Linked DNA regions of Mus musculus: regions 1 and 3 are each linked to region 2. The links are chromatin contacts, called in public HiCAR-type and promoter capture Hi-C maps. All regions are on one chromosome and are shown on one strand. Each heading gives the region's core, a stretch centred on a gene start, on an enhancer-like site or on the middle of the called end of the contact. The rest is flanking DNA. Distances are from core to core; before and after follow the strand shown.

Region 1 (3,929 bases), core at 328-2,827, 2.0 Mb after region 2:
TTAGGTAGCAATTTTATTGTACTGAGTGTGATAAATAATCTAGGAATGATTTAAAGTATACAGGAGGATAAGCTAGATGCCTAGGTTATCTGTAAATACTTCATTATCATGAACATCCACAGAGTTTGATATGTTCAGGGATCATGGACCCAATCCCCCACCATACAGAGGGATTACTATAATTAATTTTAAATCAAATAAAAATAGAGCTCTTTTCTAAGTCACACTAAACACACTTTAAGTGTTGAGCAGTCACTGGGGTAGTGGCCATCACAATGTTGAGGACTGTAGTTAGTGGAGTGGACGTAGGAGCCGAAGAAACTGAAGCTACTCAGTTAAATGTAGGAGGCAGGAATAGGACAAGTCAGAGCTGCCCAAATTAACACAATGGTGGAAGAGGAAGGTCTGGAAAGGGTGGTGGTGGCGGCTCAAGCATGATCTGAGCAGGCTAACCTGGGGTGTTAGTCCCATATACAGACCAGGCCAAAGTCTTGCTGCAGCTACAGGGCCGTGTGTGGGGCTGGACCAGACAAAATTTGGAGACGACTGTCAGAGAGGAAGGCATACCAGAAAGAAACCAAGTGGATATGCCCCTTTTAGTCCCTTCCGGCACTTGTTGATCCATCTGTCATGCATCCTTCCCCACCTAACAAGGCCACTGTACCAATCCATCCACGTAAGCAGACACAGCAAGCAAATATGAAACATTTAAAATCAGGTCATTTCTTTTTTCTTTCTTTCTTTTTTTTTTTTTTTTTTTTTTGAGACAAGGTGTTTCTATATAGCCCAGAATTCAGAGTTCTGCCTGCCTCTGACTCCCAGTGCTGGGATTAAAGCTGCATGCCACTCGCTATACATGCCACTGTACCCGGCTTCCATGGGTAACCCAACCCTTGGCTCTACTTCACGCACGGGTTCTCTGGCCTCTGAAGGGATAGCATGCTTGCAGTCCCAATCTTCCCCAAGCTGCAGGAGGAGAATTTGTGAGGCAAACCTGGCTGTCTATCAAGACCCTGACTCTGAGTAAGACTTAATCCTTTGGAATTTCAGGCCCACAGAGGATGGTGGTCCTGGGACAAAGACCTGGTGCACTGTCTCTGAACAAGGACTCTTCGAGTATGGGGTCCGGGCGGTTAGAGGTCCCTCAGAGAGACGGGTGGCCCAGGCGCGAAGACCTTCGGGAGGTGCGCCATCCAGGCACTGCCACCGATTCACACAAACTCAAGACCCACTAGCACGCAGCGTCCCCTTCCCTTCAGAGCACCGATCTCCGCCATCCCGGGATGGAGGTGAGGAAGCAGGGCCGAGCCCAAACCTCCCGTCCCCGCACCTGTCCCAGTTGGTGTCCCAGACGCCGCGCCCGGCTCGCGCTCCTGTCCAGGCCGGCGGCTCGGTCGCGCGCGTGTCTGCATCCCCGCCACCTCGCGGCTTCCCTACCGCGACCGCCGAGAAGAGAACAGCGGCCGAGCCACCGGCCAGACCACAGGCCGCCAGCTGAAGCGCCTGCCGGAAAGCCATGCCGCAAATCGCGCGACCTGACGGCGGGACGCCAGGAGCAGACTTCCGCTTCCGGCTGGTGGAAGTCCCGCCCCTTCCCCCCCCCCCGACGAATCAGGAAACGCGGCCCAGGGCGCCACCTGCCGGTGGTCGCAGGGTAGCAGGCGCAGATGCCTGCCCTTTAGTGGGTGGAAATCAGGCACTGGGGTTTATTTATTTATTTTATTTTATTTTTTTGGTTTTTCGAGACAGGGTTTCTCAGTGTAGCCCTGGCTGTCCTGGAACTCACTCTGTAGACCAGGCTGGCCTCGAACTCAGAAATCTGCCTGCAGGCACTGGGTTTATATGAATTGAAAAACCTCAAGTTTGGCACTTCAATTTGAAGTTTTTATGTTTTCATTTGTAATCTTTAAGTGTATGCATACTCTCAACTTTCACCTCCTGAATTCTTTCCATTTTTTTCCCTAAGAACCTTCTTCATTCAACTATCAACCCTCCATTCCCCACCCCTAGTCCCTGGCACCTACCATCGCGCCTCCAAGTTTTACCGCTCTAGTTGCTTTTGACCAATTGACCGGGTCCTTCTGTGTAGGAAAGGTGTCCACCTGCTCTTCCAGGGCCATTGTACCCAAGGCCTAGGGACTAGACTGGCAGGCCCACGGACTTACAGCTCCAGGCTTGGGCTTTAACTACCAAGCGGCCCAGCACTTGGCAGCTGTTATAATTTTCATCTTTGAGCAACAATGAACAGCAGCAGGCATTTGGTAATATTACTGCTCCTGAATGAACCTCTAACCTCAGACATTCTCAGAACCCTTGGCCTTCCACAATGGCTAAGGCGGTCCTTTGGCTAGACAGCTCCCTAAAAGTCTTAGCAACAGGATCTGTTTTTTCCACAGCCTTCTTTCACCTCAGCTCTCTATTCTCTCTAGCCTCAGCCTTTTGGTGTTCCTAGCTCAGCCTACCCTACTATTGATAAAAATAAATTAAATTTTTTTTACAAAAACCCTCTAAGGCCTGACATACCAAAAAAAAAAAGGATACAGAGGCTGTATTTCACACTGACTGAAACGTGAGTTTCAGTCGGCTTATATATAAAGAGAAAAGGGTGTTATGGCAAGGGTCTTAGCCCCAATCCTGGCAGTCCTTCATGCACGTTTGAATCAATCGCAGGTTTTCTGCAGAGCCACCAAGGGAGAGCCTCCCCCTGGCCTGGATGAGACGATTGCAAGGTCATCAGAGTTCACTACCATGCTGTCTTGCTCAGTGTCGGTGGAGGCTGTCTGGACAGATCATGACTGGAGCAAGTCTTCCACGGAGGTTCTGGTGGCCCATATGACTGCAGAGGTGTCTGCCCAGTGAGCCCCAATATCTAAACTGGCTGCCAGGAGGGCAGTGTGGCTAGTTGTCCTTAAGAGGCTGCTTTCCTGACAGGACCTCAGCCAGGCACCAGAGCAGGACCTGTTAGATGCTTTAATCTTTCACAGGAAGCATCAATAGGGTGTGTGTAACAAAAATCTGTAACAAAATTACAGTATAGTTCTTTTTTTTTTATTTTATTTTGTTTTGTTTTTTTGAGACAGGGTTTCTCTGTGTAGCCCTGGCTGTCCTGGAACTCACTTTGTAGACCAGGCTGGCCTTGAACTCAGAAATCCGCCTGCCTCTGCCTCCCGAGTGCTGGGATCAATGGTGTGCGACACCACGCCCAGCTACAGAATAGTTCTTCTTTAACAGTGCTTCCTTACTGCCTCTTTGTCCCACAGGGATGTAGGTCTCCCTGATTTGTATTCTAGGTACCTTAAATTATTTGGACTCCCACAGTCTGTCCTCTTGGAACTAGGTGTCCTTTTCTGTGTCTTTCTTTCTTTTTCTTTTTCCTTCCTCTGAGATGGGGGTCCCATCATACTGTGTAGACTTGGATGCCTTGGGGCATGCTGTATAGACCAGACTGGCCTCAAACTCATAGAGATCCACCTGCCTCTGTCCCCTGAGTGATGGGGGAAAGGCCCTTGCCACCAAGCCTGGCTTACGTGGCTATTTTGAGCATTAAATTTGTAAACAAATAAATGTGTTGCTTCATCTCAGGAAACTGCTTCTGTTTCTGCACTCCTCTTTATCACTGCAAAGTAAGGGAAAAGGCGTAATGGACAGAATAAGCGGGAGGTACATGCAGAATTGTGACACCGTGTGACAGTGCAGTTGTAAGGACCACTTTATGGGTTTATATATAGATATTGGTAGACTGGGTACACAGGTCATTCGGTAGGGAGCTTGTTTAGCTTATGCAAAGCCCTGAATCCCATCCTCAGTATTGCCTAAATCAGGTATAGTGGAGCACATCTGTAATCCCAACAAATGAGAAGTGAAAATAGGAGATTCACAAGTTCAAGGGCATCCTTGGAGTTCAAGACTAGCCTGGAATACATAAGACC
Region 2 (4,165 bases), core at 200-2,699:
AGCACTTGGGAGGCAGAGGCAGGCAAGTCTCTCTGAGTTTGAGGCCAGCCTGGTTTATAGAGTTCCGGGACAGCCAGGGGTACACAGAGAAACCATGTCTCAAAAAGCAAAAATAAAATAAAATAAAATAAAATAAAGAAAAGCTGGGGTTGCAGGTATAAACAATTTAGACAGTGGCTTGGGAGAACTCAGAAGCACTCTGTAGACATGACTCCCATATGAGAAAGTTTGCTTATAATATAGTAATAGCACAAAATGGCAGGCTAACCAGGTAACAGTTACCTAGGACTTAACATTCCATCTAGATTTTAATATTTTATCTAGGTCTTTATACATCTGAACCAAAATTTACTTATTTTGAAGAAGAAACTTGTTCTTTATAATCAAAGATTGAACTTACTAGCACTGATATAATGAAGAATATTTAGTTCCCAGCAAGCATTTTGGAGAAAATGTTGAATGAAAAAATTAACTCAAGGCTGGTGTTCTAGCTCAGTGCTGAAGCTGCATCTAGTAAGGTGGGTAGGAGGGGATGGTTGACAATGATAGTCTCCTGGAAACCAGACATCTTAAAGCATTGCCACAGTCCAGCTGCCAGTCTATCAACAAAGAACACGATGAACTAAACTGTGCACGTAGATTTAACTGGCTTAGTCCTTTCAAAAGTTACAACTTTCCACTATTAATTAATGTGACAGTATGTGAGGATTTGCGTGTGTTGAGACAGGTTTTTTCTGTATTGCCCTGGCTGTCCTGGAACTTGATTTGCCTGCCTGAGTGTCGTGTCCTAAGTGCTGGGATTAAAGGCGTGAGCCACTGTCGCCCAGCTGAGCTTATCTTAAAAAAAAAAAAAAGTGATTTCTGTGATGAACGTGGCACTAGTTATTAGTAATCACTTGGAACGAAGCAGATATCGGACTCTCATAAGATAAACCTTTTTTTTTTCTTGTCTTCCTTTCAAAAGCAAGTATGCAGAGGGCCATAGCTCATGGTATGCCAAACATTTTCATTACTTTAGATCAGACTACCAGTTTCCTGACTTAGCCACTTGTGGTACCGAGGACAGCCACTTCTTTGAAGGCTTCATTTCTTTCTCACAAATGAGAACAGGGAGCTCTGATCTGAATGCTGTGAAGTAGTTGTAAAGGCCTGTCCTCCCCACTCTGCTCTTTTCACTCCGCGCCCTAATCCCGACAGCTAAGGAGATAGGAAAAGGAAGTTCTTTAGTAAGGACCAGGGCTCCCCTGCCACGTGGCCCTCCGCGGGCCCTTCTGCCCGCAGAGCAAGCGAGCTCCAGGGCCCGACGGAGGAGACGCCGGGTCGCCGTGCGTGGGGGAGCGGCAGGCGGAAGCTGCGGGCTGCCAAGCCCCGCGGCTCCCGCCCGTCCGGGAGGGGGTAGGGGCGGGGCGTGCACACGGAAATCCATCGAGGAGGGCGGGTGGGACCTGGGGAGTTCGACTTCCGGTGGCGCAAAGCGTGCCGGGATCAGCTTGCGGCAAACCTCCTTCCCCGGCCCGTAGAGAGACCACCGTTAGCGCCGCTCCTGCTCGCACAGCCTGCTCTCGGCCACACGCTTGGCCGCTGCGGCTCCCGCAGTGTTCGGCCCGGTCCACTTGGTTTCCCAGGCAGCCGGCGTGCGCTCAGCTGCGGCTTCGGCAGACATGTTGTGAGGCGGCGGCGCGGGTGCCTGAAGGATGGTTTGGCCGAGGCGGCTGCAACCGCTGCTGGTGGCGGCGTCCTCGGGGGCTCCGGCTCTGTAGAGCTGACCCTGCTCAGTGTCCGCCCGGGACCGCGGCCGGGCGGGTATTCCTCTGTCTTGCGTGCGCTCCCGTGCCGTTTAGGTTCGGTTAGACGACAGCGCCAGTCCGTTTGAGGCGACACGCAGGGTGGTTCTCCAGCCCTGGGAGTGGTGTCCCTAGAACCCTCAGCCCCCTGACCTTTCCTTCATATTCCCACTAAAATCTCTCACACAGTGGGTGTTCCCTGCCCTCCAGCCCTCCTTCCTGGTTTCTGCACTCTCTTCTCTGAGCTTCCCGGACCCCAACATCCCTCTCCAGGGACAGCCTGTTGAGAAATCTTCGTGGAGTGGTGGACCAGAGGCGAGGAGTTTAAAAGTTGGGGCTTGAAAGACAGGAAGATACGATGGCTTCCTCGTCTGGCAACGACGATGATCTCACTATCCCCAGAGCTGCTATAAATAAGATGATCAAAGAGACTCTTCCTAATGTCCGGGTGGCCAACGATGCCCGAGAGCTGGTAGTGAACTGCTGCACGGAATTCATTCACCTTATATCTTCTGAAGCCAACGAGATTTGTAACAAGTCAGAAAAGAAGACAATTTCACCAGAGCATGTTATACAAGGTAAGCGATTTGTGTGGGATTTGGTTTCGATGAAGGATCAGGGGAACAGTCAAGCTAATAGAGTAACCACTTGGCGTCACAGAGCCTTCATTCCACTTCACTAGTAAGCACAGTTAATGAAAAGTCAAAACGGCATAGAGACAGCTTGTACCTTAAGAAAACACCTATGTAGCATTCTTCTGACATTGTTTTCATCCGGCTAGTGCAAATAAGGAGTGCAGACATTAGGGTCAACAGACATCCGCAACCCCTCACTAGTACAGTTTCCAATCAGGTCTTAAAACAACAAGAATTGACTGCCCACAGCTAAACGTGGATAATAACAACTGAGAAAGGAAACTCAAAGTTCTCTCTTGGAAAGTTAAATTTTAGAACTTCGAGCATGAGTTGAGTCAGAGAGTACCTCTCCCTCACCTGTATCGAGGAAAAGATTCATTTTTGAACACAGGGGTAGGAAAAACCCTTGGGCTGGTGACGGAGGTCAGTGGTGTATCATCTAGCAATCTTGCACAAGGGTCCTAGCATTGAGTTAAAAAAAAATATTGACATGAGTGTGTTAAGTGTTGTAAAGTTAATTGCTTTTCAAAAAGGAAGTATATTTTTGCTTTAAAATCGCTAAGAAGGTGGAACAGTCATCACCAGGTAACCAAAGCGAGCACCACATTTTTTTCTTTTTGACTCCCTCCAACTATTGATTGTTCTTTGAAGATTATTTGTAAAAGATGACTGGGGCAGGGCGGGAACGACAGTCCTGGGGCTTGAACGTAGGGCCTGACACACGCTAGTCAGCATTCTGTTGCCGGTCCTTCTCGCCTGCTGGTCCCCTTTGGATGTGTTTATACATTTATCTTTTATTGAAAAGCACATCTAAAAGTTTCGACAGTTTCTTCCTTATGCTGGAAAAGACTAGGAGACTTTGATGGTTACAGGAAAAGGAGACAAAAGTGCTCTTGGCAAATTTTGGGAAGTACTTTCTGTGGTTTTTCATGAACTCTTAGGAGAAGGTTGCATTCAGTTTGAGACAGTCACTTCTGTTTTATAATAATCTATTGGAAATGCGAACAATTTCTTGATTACTTTTATTTAAAGTTAAAAGGAACAAATTTAATCATACTCGGCAGGTAGTTCTCTACCATTGCCTTTTTATAAAGTTAAGTGTTAAATAATTTTACTTTCTTGTTAATGTCAAATAGAGAGCACATGTATTCGTATGGAGCATATCCATTTTACACCGTCAATATTGACAAGAAGATCAATTGATTAATTTTGAGCCTTTATCCTCTGCTGATGGTAGATTAAAAATACATCCTGCTGTGATGAGGGTGTCTCTCAAGGCTGAGTACTTAGCATGGCAGAAGTCAATCCCAGTAGGTAGTGGAGCCATGATGGTGTGTGTGTGTGTATGTATATAAATAGTCATATTATATACACATATACTCTGCCATTTCAGTACATAGTAGATAACTAAGAAAAAAAAGCAATTTTTTTTTTTAGGGTTAGGAAAGGCAAGATGATAATAGGATCCTACTGTGTTGCCTAGCCTGGCCTTAAACTTAAGAGTCTCTTCCTGCAGTATCTTGAATACTGGGATTATGGACATATAACCACCGTTCCCTGTTGCTTATTTGATTCTTTTGTGTGTATGTGCTGAACTTATGTGTGCTAGGTAAGCACTGCACTGCAGAGCTATATTTCCAGCCGACATACTTAATTCTTAAAACTGGTATTTTTAGAGCTGGGCGTGGTGGCGCATGCCTTTAATCCCAGCACTCGGGAGGCAGAGGCAGGTGGATTTCTGAGTTC
Region 3 (4,587 bases), core at 1,044-3,543, 2.2 Mb after region 2:
AAGATACCAAATTTTTATATAGGTGTAAGGAGGGGCAGGGTAATCTCTCAGAACCTGGATAAGCTGGTGAGACTGTACAAGTCAACCCTCTAGATGTGGCCTAGAAGAGGTGGGGAAAGGCCAGAGAATACAACTGGATACAACACAAGCTGACCATTTAGATACAAATGGGCTGGTCTAACAACAGTGTGATGTGACCTTAAGGCAGTAGCTCTGGACTTCCTGAAAGGCCTTTCCTCTCTTCACAAGTATTCACTCCTTAATATGTTGAGTCTTGATTGTTTCCTTCTGGGTACTGGGAACCCGCAGGCTCAATCCTCGCATTGACAAGTGTGAGGGGCAGAAGCCCAGGAATACCAGTCAAGTCTCCACAGTGTGGAAGAAGGTGAGACCAAAAACTGTGTCACAGGACCAAGCAGTACACAGGTACACAGAACACCTAAGGTGAGGCTGTAAAGCCTGAGACCCAAAAGAGGCCAAAAAAAGAAATGTGGAGAAGGCTAAACAGATGTGGAGGCTCTTTTGAGTTCTTTTTGGGCCTAGCAGACACAGGTGTGGCAAGGTAGGAAATGAGATTGCAGATCTGGAACTTCTGGTACCATGGCTGCAAAGTAGGGGCTTTAGCATACTGTCTGGCTGTGTCATTATCATCACTAAGGCAGAAACCCCGAAGCCTTCGTGTCTTCTTAGCACATCAGCACCAGACACAATACAACACACCCCACAAAATCATCTTAGTTTAGGATCTTTGGCTTGGGCCTATAACTCATCTCATATTCCCCAGAAGACACAAGGGCTGAACACAAAGTGGGACTCGGCCCTGCATGCGAATCAAACAAACCCATCTCAGGGCTACTCATAGTGGCCATCACCAACTGACCCTCAGCTCTACAGACCCGGCAGACCCCAGGGTTAGAATATGAACTTGGGGAAAACTCCATTTAGATATCCAATGACCAATTCCCCTTTCTCAAGCTTGGCCTGAAACTGGGAAATCGCAGGTATCAGTCAGGGCAAGAGTGAATAGGGTCGCAGTAATCCCTGCGACCACAGCCCAGCAGATGAGATGTGGTCCCCAAAGTTTTCACCCAGACAGAGATCTCTGCATTGCTAGGGGTTTGAAGGTTCTGCTAGTGCCCTGAAGGCCTGACCAGCATTTTCAACCACTTGAGTTCCAGAGACACAGTGACTACTCACTCACTCACTGACCATTTCTCTCACTTCCTTCTCTTCTACTAACCTGAGTTCAGGTCGGAAGGACACTTTGCTCAGCAAATACTGTGCACGACAACTCAGTCAAACACGTAGTATTCTTAGCAAATCTATTACCTATACCCATGCAATGATCACCAAGAAGGGTTTGCCAGTTGACTCCCGGTTCCCTCCAAAGAACCCTTAAGAGATCATAGGACAGGAAGAATCCCAAGTGTCCATTTTATCGTCGCTGCCTCCCCGAGGCCCAACAATGTCCAAATCCCCAGCTGGTCCCGGACGCAGCGATAACTTGGCAACAAGTAACGATCGCTGCAAAGCCCGCTTAGGTGGCGTGGTTTAAGTCCTCCCACACACCCCTCACTCCAGGTCCTCTTCCTGGCAAGGTTGCAGCGCGGGGCCAGGAGGCATACGTATGCGTTTCCTTGGTCCCGGGTCTGGCCTTCCAGCCCACCTACCTCCAGGGCCTCCAGGGTGCTGAAGCTGGCTATAGCGAAGCCGTCAATAACCTCCTCCTCCTGCGAGCTGGACTCGCGGCGACGGCGCCGCGGGGGGCGCGCAGCGCGCAGAGGCGTAGGGCGCTGAGGCGGCGCGCCGTGGAGTCCCGCGTTCTCCTTGCCAGGACTGGGCTCTGGCTCCTCACCCGACGACGGGCTCTGGGCGCGGGCGTCCCGGGCGGCTTCCCGACGCCGGCCGCGATCTCGCTGCGCGCGCGAACGCCGGCTTGGCCGGACCTTGGCCTCCATGGCGGCGCCGCGGCGGTGACCTTGGCGCCCCGCACCGCCTGCTACGCCGTGCCGCCGGGCTGCGAGGGCGCCGCGCGGGCTCGGGGCCGGGGCGGGCTCGGGACCGGGGCGGGCATGCCGGGCGCGGGCTCTCAGCACCGGACGCCGCGCGGGCTAGGACCCCGGGTCCCGCGCATCGGAGTGCGGCGGTCTCTCGGCGACCCTAGACCAGGTCCCCAGGGACACGGCCCATGGCGACCGGCGGGCAGCGGCAGAAGGCGGCGGGTGGCGGAGCTTCTGAGCACCGGGACCGTGAGGCAGACACAGTAGTGGCAGCGACCAGAGCGGATAACAACTGACGCACTTCCGCCGGGCCGGAGTGCCAGAGGAAGCGGGCGCAGCTGGGGGAGGCTGACCCGTCGACTCCGCCCCACCCTGGCCCCGCCCTGACCCCGCCCTTCCGGACTAAATGGCTCTGCGCTGAGCGGGCCCTCGCCCTTTCACGTTAAGCCCCGCCCCCGAAAGGGGGGAAGCTTTCCCTTTGCTCCGCCCCTGCAACAGGCCACACCCGTTTGCGCACAGCTCTTTAGAATTCCGACCCCCCGACCCTGTCAGATCACGCCCCATTCTTCCCGGCTCCACCTCTCTTGTCTACGCTTTCTCAGTTCCTTAAGCCCCGCCCTTGCCTTCCGGTCCTGCTCACCTGTGCAGGTCGCTGAGCCTAGTCATGGTCAGATCCCTCCTACTTCATGCCTCGCCTTGTTGACCACGCCTACTAGGCAATTAGTGCTCGCCTACAAGTACTGCCCAGCCACCTACAGCGAGTTTGTGGCGATCAGCGCCTCCCCTTCCGCCCTTCCCGTAGGAGGTGATGGGTCTATGCACCTACAGTAGCTTGGGGCAAACTGAGTGGAAGCACGTGAGAGAGAGTAGGTAGGTTGGTGCTGGGGGCTCACTGTGCTGAAGTCCTAGAGGCAGCGCGTACGTCATCGTCCACCTGCAAGCCCTCAAGCCCAGTTTCACTCTGGTCCCCATGCAAAATTAGGTAGCGCCCTGAAAACCAAACCCTCCAGTCTCAAGTAGTCTTTCCTTAGAGACCTGCCTACACTAGTCCAAGGACTTGGGGACCGCCGATAGGAAGTACAAAACTAGACAAAACCGTGAGTTTCCTCAGCAACTTCCCCAGTTGGGATGCCCTGGAGCTGGGCACGAAGTCTCAGCAATTCCTCCAGTGAGAACATTTGACATGAAGAGAAGGGAGGTGTCACAGCTTGGGCATTGGGCACTGAGTGAAAAGTGACATTGAGCCATGCCTACATCTGGGCAGCAGAGGCCCTGAAAGGAAGCAGACACGACTGAAGAATGCCCCTGGACAGGACCTCAAGTGCACATTTTCTGGCTCCTGAGATGGCCACAGGCTCTCTGCCAAGACGTCCCTTGGGGCATCTGGGAACGTGGCCTATCATCCACAAGTGTGCTCTTTCACTTAACAACACGGGGACCAACACACCTGCCAGCCTACCTGCCAGCCTTCCCTCTTCTTCCCATTCCAGATTTTATTACAAAACTACTCAGAGCTAGCATCTAACTAGCTAAAGAACCCTGTTGGAAAGACGCAGAACCAAGGCAGCTCCTCATTCCTGCTAACTGTTCTCTTTTAGACACCTCCTCCTGAGACCACCCCACTCCCAGCTTGTGGGGAGTTTCACTCTAGGTCAACCCTTTTCCACTCCAAGAACAACGACTGAGACCCGATTTTTGAAGTTTTCAACAGAAATAAAAGGTATCCTTGCTTACCAGTTATCTTAGTCAGGGTTTCTATTCCTGAACAAACATCATGACCAAGAAGCAAGTTGGGGAGGAAAGGGTTTATTCAGCTTACACTTAAATCACCAAAGGAAGTCAGGACTGGAACTCAAGCGGGTCAGAAAGCAGGAGCTGATGCAGAAGCCATGGAGGGATGTTCTTTACTGGCTTGCTCAGGCTTGCTCAGCCTGCTCTCTTATAGAACTCAAGACTACCAGTCCAGGGATGGTCCCACCCACAAGGGGCCTTTCCCTCTTGATCACTAATTGAGAAAGTGCCTTACAGTTGGATCTCATGGAGGCATTTCCCCAACTGAAGCTCCTTTCTCTGTGATAACCCCAGCTGTGTCAAGTTGACACAAAACTAGCCAGTATACCAGCTCTCCCTTGTTCTCAAATGCATTGCCTCAGTGAAAGGCAGGGGCTCCAGAGACCAGGTTAGGTCCAGGACCTTTCTTTCTGGGTTTCTTCCCAATTTCCTTACCTCTCCTGGGATTAAAAACTCTGTTAATTCATTTCCAACTTAGAGACTAGTCATGGCCTCCCTGGAGGAATGGGACTCTAGCTCAGTTGTTCCCTAGAGGAGGCTATGGAAAGACATCTGTACTGATTCTCTCCCACAGGACACAGGGAGGGAGGGAGGGAGGCCTAAGAGGGGCTGGAACACGCTTCATTTGCCTAAGCTGTAAACTGGGCTCATTTGCTTCCATGTAGAGGGCCATTTTTGATGACCCAAGTGTTCACTCAGGTTGGCAAGGACTTGCTAAAGTTTCTGATGCAATTTATACTTGTTTCTTTTTTTTTTTTTTTTTTGGTTTTCCAAGACAGGGTGTCTCTGTATAGCT

The links. Promoter capture Hi-C pulls out the DNA fragments that hold promoters and counts their contacts. HiCAR-type assays count read pairs that join an accessible place to other places.
Region 1: a contact with region 2 is called in a HiCAR-type map of astrocytes, with 6 times the contacts expected there. The contact joins the promoter of Pgam5 here to the promoter of Dr1 in region 2. A contact is called at or near these places in 2 of 115 datasets of contacts at active chromatin or transcription factors (astrocytes and large pre-B cells) and 1 of 9 other capture datasets (adipose tissue).
Region 3: a promoter capture Hi-C map of liver shows a contact between it and region 2, with 3 times the contacts expected there. The contact joins the promoter of Fbrsl1 here to the promoter of Dr1 in region 2. A contact is called at or near these places in 2 of 39 promoter capture datasets (liver and pre-B cells).

What each region holds. Positions count from the first base shown.
Region 1 is chr5:110,268,322-110,272,250 of GRCm38.p6, forward strand. It overlaps Pgam5 (phosphoglycerate mutase family member 5), which reads right to left and starts at 1,578. Exons shown (of 6, transcript NM_001163538.1): 1 at 1,331-1,578. The coding sequence starts at 1,518.
Region 2 is chr5:108,267,448-108,271,612 of GRCm38.p6, forward strand. It overlaps Dr1 (down-regulator of transcription 1), which reads left to right and starts at 1,450. Exons shown (of 3, transcript NM_026106.4): 1 at 1,450-2,362. The coding sequence starts at 2,143.
Region 3 is chr5:110,446,210-110,450,796 of GRCm38.p6, forward strand. Fbrsl1 (fibrosin-like 1) reads right to left here and starts at 2,294. Exons shown (of 19, transcript NM_001142642.1): 1 at 1,671-2,294. The coding sequence starts at 1,958.